Regions from separate parts of the Rattus norvegicus genome. Here region 2 is linked to region 1. A link is a contact called in public Hi-C data. All regions are on one chromosome and are shown on one strand. The core of a region is the stretch at or near the end of the contact, and the rest is flanking DNA. Distances in the headings are between cores, read along the strand shown. Region 1 has its middle 18 kb from the start of Klrb1c. Region 2 holds the start of Clec2h (C-type lectin domain family 2, member H).

The links. Hi-C and Micro-C count contacts between places; a contact is called where the count stands out from the background.
Region 2: a contact with region 1 is called in a Hi-C map of hepatocytes, with 2.7 times the contacts expected there. The contact joins the promoter of Clec2h here to the enhancer-like site in region 1. A contact is called at or near these places in 2 of 12 Hi-C or Micro-C datasets (hepatocytes and prefrontal cortex).

The regions. Positions count from the first base shown.
Region 1 is chr4:164,082,747-164,088,910 of GRCr8, reverse strand. No RefSeq gene overlaps it. Among named protein-coding and RNA genes, the nearest start is that of Klrb1c, 18 kb to the right of the region's middle. Within about 2 kb of position 3,915, at least 2 of the 93 cell types and tissues checked have an H3K27ac peak or open chromatin away from gene starts, as enhancers often do. A contact at or near this core is called in hepatocytes, where this site is marked.
Region 2 is chr4:164,187,958-164,194,121 of GRCr8, reverse strand. It overlaps Clec2h (C-type lectin domain family 2, member H), which reads left to right and starts at 3,344. Exons shown (of 7, transcript XM_063286985.1): 1 at 3,344-3,461; 2 at 5,123-5,217; 3 at 5,802-5,900. The coding sequence starts at 3,427.

The DNA.
Region 1 (6,164 bases), core at 2,666-5,165:
TGGTCACTTCATGGTCACAGTGTTTCCTGTGGCAAGCATTGTCTAGATGAAGTCTCTGTGAGTTTGAACCTAGCCTAGTTTACATATATCAAGTTCCAGAGAAGCTAGAACGACATAGAAATATCCTGTCTCAAAACAAAAAAATAAAATAAAATAAAATAAAAAATAAAAATGAAAAATGGAGACACAAAACAATCCCAGGTTTGTTGTAGTTGTTGGTTTGATTTGGTTTTGGCTTGTTTTTGGATATTTCATATAATTACATTTCAAATGTTATTCCCTTCCCTTGCTTTCCCTCCACAAACCCCCTATCCCATCCCCTTCCCCTGCTTCTATGAGGATGCTCCTCCCACCCACCCCCACACTCTCACCCCACCACCCTCAAGGGGTGGAATCAAGGCTTCACAGGACCATGAGCCTCCTCTCACTGATGCCAGATAAGACCATCCTCTGCTACATATGCATCTGGAGCCATGGGTCCCTCTCTGTGTACTCTTTGGTTGGTGGTTAATACCTGGAAGCTTTGGTGGAGGTCTGCTTGGTTGATATTGTTATTCTTCTTATGGGGTTGCAAACCCATTCAGCTCCTTCAGTTCTTTCCCTAACTACTCCATTGGGGTTCCTGGGCTCAGTCTGATGGCTGTCTGTGAGCATCCACATCTCTATTTGTCAGGTTCTGGCAGAGCCTCTCAGGGGACAGCTATACCAGGTTCCTGACAGCAAGAGCGTCTTGGCATCCACAGTAGTGTCTGTGTTTGGTATCTGTATATGGGATGGATCTTCAGTCATCAGGGACTAGGACTTAAATCAAATTAGGGAATGGTTGGTTACTCCCACAAATTTTGTGGGACTATCTTTGAAAATCAAAGGATTTGTATCCGGGCTAATGTTTACCTTTCTTTTCTGGTAACATACATGGTACCTTCCATTACCATGAGCACTAACTAGTCAGTAGGCGTGAAGGCTCTAGGTAAGCAAAAGCTTGAATACTCTGCTCCGTGAATTATGTAAGTGATGGTTTTAGCAATTGGGCCTTACCCTCAGTGTGAGAAGAACAACCTATAGCCTTGGAAGTTGTCTGAATTGTTTTGGGATTTCCATGGGGGTCTTTTTAGCCCACAACTTGATTAGATGAAACCATTCACATAACTGGAGGTTCATTTAGTGGCAAGAGATGTCTACTGAGGCTTATTCCCCCGTTATTTGGTTATTCCATTTAGACTTATTTCTGATATATTTTAAGAAGCATCTACTGTCGCAGACTATCAAACAACCCCTCAAATACCCCGTAAGTTTAGTGGCCCCTCCCCACAATCCCTTCCTCACTCTTCTCTCTTTTTTCCCCTCTCCCCATTTGAACTTCCCTTACAATCCATGCAGCCCCCTCCAGCTCTAAGTATCTAGTCTATTTTCCTTTTCTAGGGAGATTCTTTTCTCCGCTGTAGTCTAACCTAACATCTGTGGCTATAGGGCCTGTGGCCTGCTTACTGAGGACGTAACAGTTAATATCCACATATGATCAAACATATACCATATTTTTCTTTTTGAGTCAATGTTACCTCATTCAGGATAATTTTTAGATCCACCTATTTACCTGCCAATTGCATTGTTTTTGTTTTTCAATAGCTGAATAATATTCCATTGTGTAAATGTACCATATTTTCCTGATCCACTTTTGTTGATGTGACACCTAGGCTGTTTTCAATTTCTGGCAATTATGAATAGAACAGCAATGAACATGGTTGAGCAAGTGTATCTATAATGGAATGTAGAGTTGTTGAAAATATGCTCAAGTGTGAGTTAGCTGCATCTTAAGGTAAATTGATTACTAGAGTCCTGAGGAGCATCACCCAGATTCCCATAGTGGCTGTGAGCCATCACACTGATTTCCATAGTGACTGTGAACCATGACACTGATTCCCAAAATGGCTGTACAAGTTTGCATTCAGCAATAATGAGTGCTCTCCTCAGATCCTCACCACCACAAACTGTTGGGAGTTTTTTTGGCGGTGGGGGGTTATTTTGGTTTTTGCTTTTGTGTGTGTGTGTGTGTGTGTGTGTGTGTGTGTGTGTGTTGTTGTTGTTGTTGTTGTTGTTGTTGTTGTTGTTTTTGGTGCTTTTTTGTTTTTGATTCTGTTTTTGTTTTTGTTTTTTTTTTATTTTGGTTATTTTTCTGGCTACCAGAAAAGGAAATCTCAACATTGTTTTGATTTGTATTTCCCTGATAACTAAGAATAATGACCATTTCTCTTTTTCCTTAAAAAACTTTTTACAATTTCTTTATCAAAGCCTTGGAGCTTTTAATCATACAAGTGTTTCATTTGCTCAGTCAGTTATCCCAGGATATTTTAAATTGGTTGAGGCTATTATAAAAGGTGCTGTTTCCTGATTTTTTCTTAGTCAATGGGTCAGTTGTCTATAAGAAGGCTGCTGATTTTGTGAGTTAATTTTACATCCTCCTACTGCTGAAAGTGTTTATCATTTGTAGGAGCTTCTCAAGAGAATTTTTTTTGAGACTCACTTATAGATGCTGACATGTCATCTAAAAATGAAGGTACTTTGACTCCTTCCTTTCCTATTTGTATCCACTTGATCTACTTCTGTTGCTTTATTGCTCTAGCTAAGCATTCAAGTACTGTATGGAATAGGTATGGAGAGGATAGAAAATCTTATCTTGTTCCTGATTTTAGTGCAAATGCTTTGAGTTTCTCTCTATTTAGCTTGGAGTTGGCAGGGTATTGGCTGTAAACTGCCTTTCTTATGTTCGCTTTCATCATGGATGGATGTTGGATTTTTCTCCAAATGCCTTTTTTTTTCATCTAATGAAATGATCACACAGTTTTGTCTTTTAGTCTGTTTATCTGGTGAGTAATATTGATTAGATTTATATATCTTGAACCATCCCTATGTCACTGCTATGATCAAGTATGACACCTACTTGATCATAGTTGATGGTCCTTTTGATTGTTCTTATAATTCAGTTTGAGAATTTTTGCATCTATATTCATAAGGGAAATTGTTCAATGATAACTTTTTCTTTGTGGGTGTTCGGTGTCTTAGGTATAGTATAATTGTGGACCTGATTGTAAAAAATATTATACAGTGTTTCTTCTGTTTATATTTTAGGGAATAATTTGGGGAATATTGGCATTAATTCTTTCAAAATCTGGTGGAATTCTGTTCTAAATCAATCTGACCCTGGGTCTTTTTTTGGTTGGTAGACATTTAATTACTGCTTCTTCTTCACTAGGAATTATATATCTGTTTAGATGCCTGCCTGATCTTGATTTAACTTTTATAAGTGATAATGTCAACAAATTTGTCCATGTTTTCCAATTATGTATACTACAGATTTTAAAATATGTCCTTATGAGTGATTTCTTGTCTGCTGTTATATATCCATTTTGTCTCTAATTTTGTTAATTTACATATTCTCAGTTGTCCTTTAGTTAACTTGGCTAAGGGTTTGTGAATCTTATTGATTTTCTCAAAGAACCGAACATTTGTTTCATTGATTCTTTGAATGGTTTTGTTCATTTGTTCTATTTTTATTGATTTTGGCTCTGAGCTTGATTATTTTTTGCTACCTACTTGCTCAGGTGTTGTGGGCTACTTACCAGAGAAGAGCACTCAGACACAGATTCAAGCCAATAAAAAGTCTTTATTAGCCACCTGGCAACTAATCTACCTGTTCAGGACCCCAGTGAAATCCTGTCTTTCCCAGGGTGAGCTTTTGAGCACAAAACAACATACTTGGTTAACACACCTCATTCAGCAAGAACAGTTAGCCAGAAGCAAACTACAAACTACAAAGCTAAAAGCCAATATTAGTACAAGTAGAGATTTTCCTGAACTATGAACTTTGATGGATTAGGTTTTGGTTCTCATTTTGCAAGGCAACACTGTCAACATGCTGGGTTCCAAGACCTGAAGGGTATTTCCATCATAGTGTCAATTGTACTAAGAGCTAATGACTTACTAAGCTCTGGAAGGCCTGTCACATTCGCCACTGTTTCTATGGGCATGGTCAACACATGGATTCACCTTAGGGCAACAGGTTATACCATCTCCTTAGCACTAATGTTTTAACAGAATTTATTCTCTGTCTTAAATATCTAAGTAAGTAATTGAGCAAGCAGGGTCTTATACTGACAGCTAGGAAAAACAGGATTAATTATCTAGTCATGGCTATAAAGTAGACAAGGAGAACAAAGATTAGTACCAGTTTAGAATCTCGATGCCTCTTTTCTTTTTCCTTGATGGTTATTTTTGACCATGGCTAAATTTTATCTAATTATTCCTGACTGATTGGCATAGAAGCAACAAGTTTCTCTTAATGCCATGCAGAGGCATTCTTATCTCCTAAAGAGGACGGCCAATTCTCTTTAATTCTGAATATCATCCTCGGCTAAAGAGTCAAACTGGGTTTCCATATGGGAAGTAGAATTTTCCAAATGACTCCAATCTATGTCTACTAGAACACTGAATTCCTTAGTGGTTTTTAAACCCCATGAATAGGGTTGAAGTTTAAACTGCAGTGTAGCCTGTCATGCCTGCTCCAACCAACAGGGAAATGAGAATGAAGACAGCTCACATCACATGAGGGATCCAGGTCCTATAATTAGTTAGACCCTTCTCCGTATTTGAGCACCTGTGCTTTAACACGTATGAGAAAGAAAAATGTATTGGTTCTCCTCCAATGCAAATTCAGAAGTAAAGCTATTAGTGAAAGAAAGCTAGGAAGTCTCTGGGTCTGAAGTACACTTGACTGCCATTCCTGGTATACTGAGGTATCTGAATACAATGCCCAGGTCCTGCTCAACATTCAGGTACCCGGGGAAGGCAAGAGAGTAGCATCTGCAACCAGGACCAAAAGCTGATGACTTCTGGAAATCTAATTCTCTCTTGTTATTCAGGAGCCAACAGCTATTGGCATCTGACAATTAATTCCTTCTGAGAGCAACAGGGGAAAAAAAACTCAGTTACTTGGGTATTATCCTCTTTGACTCAGGGATGGCTCACTGACCAGGTAAGAGGTTCAGAGTTCATTAACTATTTGTGAACCAGACAGAAAAGAAAGAAATGAGAGAGAGAGACAGAGACAGAGACAGAGACAGAGACAGAGAGAGGGGAACATAAATAGATACCTATATTTATACTGGATGAAGTAGATAAGGCAGCACCATCACTTTATTATTGTTCTTGGATTTTATACTTTCTCAGGATAATTGATGATGCAGTGTTTTTTTTAAAAAAAGGCATTTTATCATTCCATAAGTTCATCGTAAGTTTAAGGCAATAGTCCATGTAATAGATCAATAAGCATTAAAGAATTACAGCATAATTTTTGGCATATTTTTCTATTAGGACTAGTACCTCACTAAACATTAATTATCTTTTTCTAGTTCCATAAGTTCATTATAAGTTTAAGGCAATGTTTTATGTCATAAATTAGCATGGTTTTGTCAAGAGATAAATCACCTGCCTTGTATTTCATTGTTTTAAAGTCTTGTATAGACTTCTTTATTTTCTGTCCTTGAATTTTCTGTCCTTGAATCTACAATAAAATGCCCATTCCCACTTTGTGACCTTTAATAGCCAGATAGTGTCCTTACTCCTAACGTAGAAGGAATGTTTTCCTTGATTGTAAATTTGTTCCAAGCCTGTTTCCTTTTCCTAGTGCAATTATTTCTTCATACATGAAGTTTTACAGAGCTCTATTTACAGTTTTTATTCCGTAGGATGGATGAGATGATTTGTACCAATTTTGGAGTTCTTTAAAATCATGATCATCAAATACAAATTCATTTACACAGCATTAATACATGAAAGTACATCTTCATATTGATTCTGCAGGAGATCTGCGCAATAGGATGGGCTGAGGCCAAGGAATCATTAGTCTATGTAATGGTGACAAGATAGGCATATCAGCAGCAAGAAGCAACACAGGGATGAAGACTCTGGGTCCCTGCATCTCAGAACACATCCATCACAGTCATGCAAAATGGTGGACTATCTCCAAAAAACTTGCTTGCCATAGACTTTTCTATGTGGTGTCTGACACTACAATAATCTGCACAGGAGAAATCATTTTGGGGATATCATGGGCATTTTAATTAGACATTTTCCCTTGAGGGCCCTCAGAGGGAGCTTATGTTAGTCCT
Region 2 (6,164 bases), core at 2,095-4,594, 110 kb before region 1:
AGGCTCTGTCTCTCTCATGGCACACAGTAAGTGTTCCCTTGCAGCTGCCTTCTCTGTCTCTGTCAGCTTCTGGGGCAAACTACTACTTCGAAGATCACACCAGTACACCAGGCACCTTCATTTACCCCATTGGGCATCCACCACATAGAAAGGGATGCTTCTCCTCTTTGATTTGGAATGTTTCTCTTTGACAAGTCCCTCAGTGTGCTTGGGATGCCCAGGGTTAAAATTCTTGACACCAGAATGCTTACCTTCTCTCTCCTACCCTTGTTCCTCCCTCCTCCCTTGTCCTCAGCTCACTCCTGTAGCTTACCGTCTCTGTGTCTCAGATCCCGCCTGGAGCCCACTTTGTCTCTAACTGCTCTGACCACTTTTCCCTTCCTGCCCACTCTGTGTCTTCTCTGTATCCCTGGATCCTGGACCTGCTCCTCCATCCTAGGAATCCATCAGTCTGTCCTTCTGTGTGCTTTTCCTCTGTGATTCAGGTTATCTCTCTGCAAAAGCACTCAACCCTCTCTCCTTGTATTGTAACTCCCCCTCTGGCAGAGTCCCAGTTTGTGACCCTTTTCTCTAAGCCTCTCCCTCCTCCTCTTTACTCTGCTTTTCTGTCCTATATACTCTACCACTCAGCTGGATCCTGACACTAACCATGGGCTCTTTCCAGTTGAAATATTCCCCATCTTGCCTTTTCTAATTCCTTTCCCTCCTCAGATACAGAGATTTCATTAAAGCCTTGCTGTCTAACTACAAATGCTTGATCCCTGTACACCTCAGTGGCCAATGATGCCACACTCCATTTCTAAGTTCTGACAGATTGCAACAATGTTGTCACCACACAAGTAAATGATCCTCAAATCTCTTATCGATATGTTTACTCTACTCCCAACCCTCAAAATGTTTTTATTTCTAAATCTTCTCTACACTCTCAGACATCACTTAAGACCATGTTTTAACTCTCTTATCTCAGGATTTATAAGGGTATGGCCTAAAAATATGTAATACCAATAAAAAGACGTCAGTTCAAATATTACAAAATGTTGGTAGTTTGGGAAACAAGCTAAAGAAACTTGTCCCAACTATTACCATTTTGTTTTCAAGGTTCCAGGACCTAGGAGAACTGGTTATTCCCGAGTCTCTGAACAGCTTCTGTTATTCTTCTAATTCTGGAACAAAATGACTGTTTCTAACCACAGCACCCATTGTTCATCCTTTTCCTCCAAAAAAAAAAAAAAAAAAAAAAAAACCATTGTAACTATTCCTAACTACAAAAGAACAAATGGATTTGATTAGTTGGATTGCAAAATCTACACTCTGTATCAGTTGACATAGATCACCCAAATAAGGAAAGTCCTTATTGGTAAATCCTGGTTTGTGGGGAAATGTAACAATTACTTGGCACAGATGTTCCTGCAAGCTTAAATATTCTGTGATATTCCTGCTTGAGCTTGTGGTCACAGTTCAGCTTTTGAGTGTGTTCTGCAGCCCAGATCAATCAGTAGTGGCCTAATTACAATACATTTTGGTAATCTGCACTGATCTGGAATTTGAGTTGTGTTGTATATAAGCAGACCCCATAATATTTGGTGCATTGACTACCGATCCAATCTCTCTACCCAGGTTCCTGATTTGTAATTATCTGCATTTGGGGACTTCACTTGAAGTCCTAAACCTCCAGAGGTATGCCTGTGATTTAAATAGTTTAAGGGATATGAAAAATGGCAAATATTTGAGATTCCTTTCCCCCTCTGTGCTATTGTTACACTAAAACACCAGATGAGATGTATCCCAAGGTGGGGCAGTCTCTGGATGGCCTTTCCTTCAGTCTCTACTCCACTCTTTGTCCCTGCATTTCCTTTTCAGGAGGAATTCTGGATTAATATTTTTGAGATGGGTGAGTGAACACATCCCTCAAATGGGAGCCGTGCCTAACTACTGGATATGGTCTCTACAGGTTCTATCTCCCCTTTGTTGAGTACTTTGGCTAATATCCTCTCCACTGGGTCCTGGGAACAACATATGTTCATAAATTCCTCTTTTTATAAAGGTCTACTCAGCTTTACAGAAACTGACTTAGAGATGTATGTATAACCAATTATGTCTTTGTTAACCGTGCTTAACACTGGGCTTCTTGAAATTTTTAGATAAGGACCAAAATATGTGCAACGAATTATGTATGCTTGGTAAATAAGGTTTATAAATTCTTAAGGTCTACTCAGGCTAGCAGGAACTGACTTGAAGATTATACATAGCTTTTTGGTCTTTGCTAAACTTGTTCAGCTTTAGCTATTTAGATACACTGAGTCACACAAGAAACATCAGTGCTGTGTAATGATACAGCATGAAAGTATCAGAAAAGCAAGGTTGCCAGGCCCTGTGCATTTTGTTTGTGAACTAATATGGTTTAACATTGTATTTATGGCTAGCTTTGATAACAAAGGATCTTCAGTTAATCATCAATTCAAATTTAAGGCTCAAACTTAACAGGGGGAAAATATCAACTTCAAATGTTATGAAAGTGACTAACTTGCTGTAATTGGTAAAGACAAGTAAGATGTGCAAGTTAATTTTCAGTTACTTTATAAATGATCAGATTCTGTCATGTGCTCAGAACTATGCCTGTAGTCATGCTAAGTACAATTACAGTTCATTCATAAAGACATGCTTCCACCTTTGGTTCATTCACAAAGACATGCTTCAGCCTTCTGTGTATGTTTTCACGTTAAGATTGAAGCAAGTAGCTAAAAACTAATAAAGTTTGTTTACAATCAGGCATACTTAATAAATTAGATGATAGCCTTCAAACTCCTCAAAAAGATCTGCTGACTGAGTTCTGAATGTGGTCCTGTTGGGGTGGGAGGTGGTTCCTTTGACTTTGAAAGTCTACCCTTTTGTTGATGTGAAAAGATGACATATTCTCTTCTACAAGTGCTTCTCAGTTGAAATTAGGACATTGTTTTCAGGTCCCAGGAAAGTAAAAATGCTGGTTGGGGAAGGAAGTCAGTAGTAATAGGGAGCTTGTGCTAAAGCTTCTAGTTACCATCAGGTAATCCAGTCTGTATAATACTTTGTTGCAAAGAGATTTTACTCTATAAGGGCCTCAGAGGCAAGCACTCCTGACTCAGAAAATCTCCACCTTTCTCTTTAATCCATGATCTCTACTTGTTTGTGGTCTCTCTACTTGTTTGTCTTTCTATAACCATCTTATGTGCTTATGACCTGACATTTCAAACTTTACAGCTTCTATCAACCATGAGGCTGAGATAAGAGGAGATAACCAGGAATAGCAGGGATCAAAACCTTATCTAAATGGTGTCTATGTACAGAGCTCAGCAGGAGCTGTCCAAAGGTTGTCAGAGGAGACAGACACCACCCAGGCTGTGTGAACTGAAAACTTATAGATTGAAAGTCAGTTGAGAGCTAGAGGAGATGAAGTTGGTGCATTTTTGGAATTGTCATATCGGGTAAGTAGACATTTGATAAAGCCACACTCATAAGAAATAATTGTACTTTTGGTTAAAAGGAGTTAGCTTGAGGCACATTATTTCTAGAGAAGTGCTCTAGTGTTCTTGGGGTGACATGCTTAATTAACAACCCACTGTTTTCATAACATTCTCTTGGCTCTGCCTTTTTATGCATTGCATACTTCAGTTGTGTTTAAATGCATGGTTGTGAGCATCATAGAAATGAAGCTGTTTGCCATGTATTTCCCAGCAGCTCCCTTCTTGTTAGGATTTTGATGACATCCATGCTGTTGCCTACCACGAAAGGGTTCTTGTTCAATGATGTCTAGTATGCACACCACATAAACACAGAATAGTGTGTTTCTAACAGATGATATTAATGAGTATCTAGACTTCTGAATTGGCCGTTAGAAATAATGGTAGCAAAACCATTTTGTACATGCCTTTCTGTGTGTATGTAATTGAATATATTTACTGTAGCTTGGTTTGGGTATGCTTAACATTAATAGCAATGTCAAAGTTTTACCACATAATTACAAACACCTACTCCATTAGGTGTAAGGTATCTCTCTTGAAAAATTCATATACTTGTCTTCTGAGATCAGTATAAAAAATGCTTAGTGGCCTCTGTAGGGATTTATTCCTGCTCTCTTTCCAAATATCAAAACAGATCTATAAAACAGAGCAAAGTGCACATGTCACATCATTACGTTGTGTATTTACCTGGCCTTTGTTCTTCATTATGATTGTCCATTCTGTCAGGGAACTATAATCCTGTACACATCTCTACGACACTGCATATATTGCACCTCCCAACATGCACTGTATGCTCATTCCTGTCTTATCTATTATACTTGGATCTTCAGTGCACTCTAGCACTTCACTAACATGGCTTTTCAAATTACTTACTGTAAACCATAATGCAAGAATATCTCTCAAACATATCTGTTTCTGTACTCTTTCTGTAGTGCCCACTGAGAATGGAGCTGCTGCTCCTGGGACAGGTCCCTGGACAGGTGATGGCTCTGTAGCTGTGTGTTCCCCTGTATTTGCATTTCAGCAGCACCCTTTTTTTTCTAAACAACATCATAATTACTGACGATTAAGAGAACGGCCAAATCTAGAGATTCTGAGTAAAAACGTTCTAAAAGTAAAATATATAGGCTGAGTAGAATGACTTGCATTCTTAAGGCTCACACATATAAGCAGAAGCAAGCTGTTCTCCAAGAATTTGAGTCTATCCAGGTCCACAAAGTGAGACTGAGGCTACCAGAGGTACATGTGAGACCCTGTTTCAAAATAAATAGTTTCCCCAATTAATAACAGCATCTTTCATCAAAGCAATATTTTTCTTAAAGAATCAGTGATAAGTAAGGAGCATTTTCCAATTCTCAGGCATTTGTCTATTTTATTTATTGCGTTTAAAGTTCACATAATTTCATGTCACAATCTTCTACCTTGTGATTCTATTTCCTCAACAAACAAAAAACTATGTGCTGACAGGTGATATGTTCAGGACTGAGAAGGAGTGACTAATGAATCACCCTTCTTAACTGAACTCATAAAGTGTTTATCAGGAAGCACATACAATATATAAGGCTCCCTCTCCCTCTTCACAGTTTCATGTCAAATCTCCTCCTGAATTCCGTTCTTCCTCTCAGTTCAAAAATGAGTGCTGTAAAGATTGAAGAAGCTTCCGTGGACAAGCTGAAGATACACCTCACTGCTACTGCCTGCCTGCAGGAGGAAGATAAAGGTATATATTTTAATGCAATTTGAATCAAGCTAAAGGTATAAAGGGGAGATTCAAGAGAGACCCTCAGAAGAGTTGAGCATTGTCTTTTACATTGTCAAGGTGAGTCTCTGTAAAAGTGGAGATGCTTGGAAGTATCTCTTATATTATATACTCAATCAAGTATTGAATATTTGAGTATTTCTGGGCAAGAGAAATGAATAATGAATTCACTATAAGAATCAAAGAATTTGTTTGGTTTTGGATTCTGTTGTTTGATTTGCTGCTTGGTTTGTTTGTTTTATGGTATGGGTATTGTTTGTCGAATGTTGTTTTGTTTCTTCAGCCTGTTTTTGCTCTCTCTCTCTCTCTCTCTCTCTCTCTCTCTCTCTCTGTGTGTGTGTGTGTGTGTGTGTGTGTGTCTGTGTGCGTATGTCTCTGTGTGTGTATGTGTGTCTGTGTGTGTGTGTGTGTGTGTGTGTGTGTGTGTGTGTGTGTGTTTAGAGGAAATTGCTGTAGAACATCCTCCTTATGTCTTAATGTGAAGGAAACTCTAACAGGAAAGCTTTCAAGGAGCACAGCTAAAGAATTTATCCTTGATCCTGGAGCTTGTGATTTGCAGATCCACTACAACACGAAGAGGGAGACAGAATTGAGGAGGAGCCGGAATCTTCTTTCAGCAAATCATGTGAAATGTGTGGTTTCTGGTAAGTTATGGAAATGAACAATGCTGTGGAATTTCTGTCTCAGTATTATGTATTTCAAAACTCAGTATACACTCTTTTGTATTTTGAAACTGTCTTGTTTGGTTCTTTTATGGTCTTTTTTCTATCCCTTTCCATTAATTGAGTTTTTGTTTGCTTGTTTGTTTTAACAAAAAATATTGAGTTTCCTGCAAAACACTCTCCATACTCACCAAAAAATCAAGATCTAGAAGAAAATAGATGCTTTTCAACTAAAGCAAAGTTTTC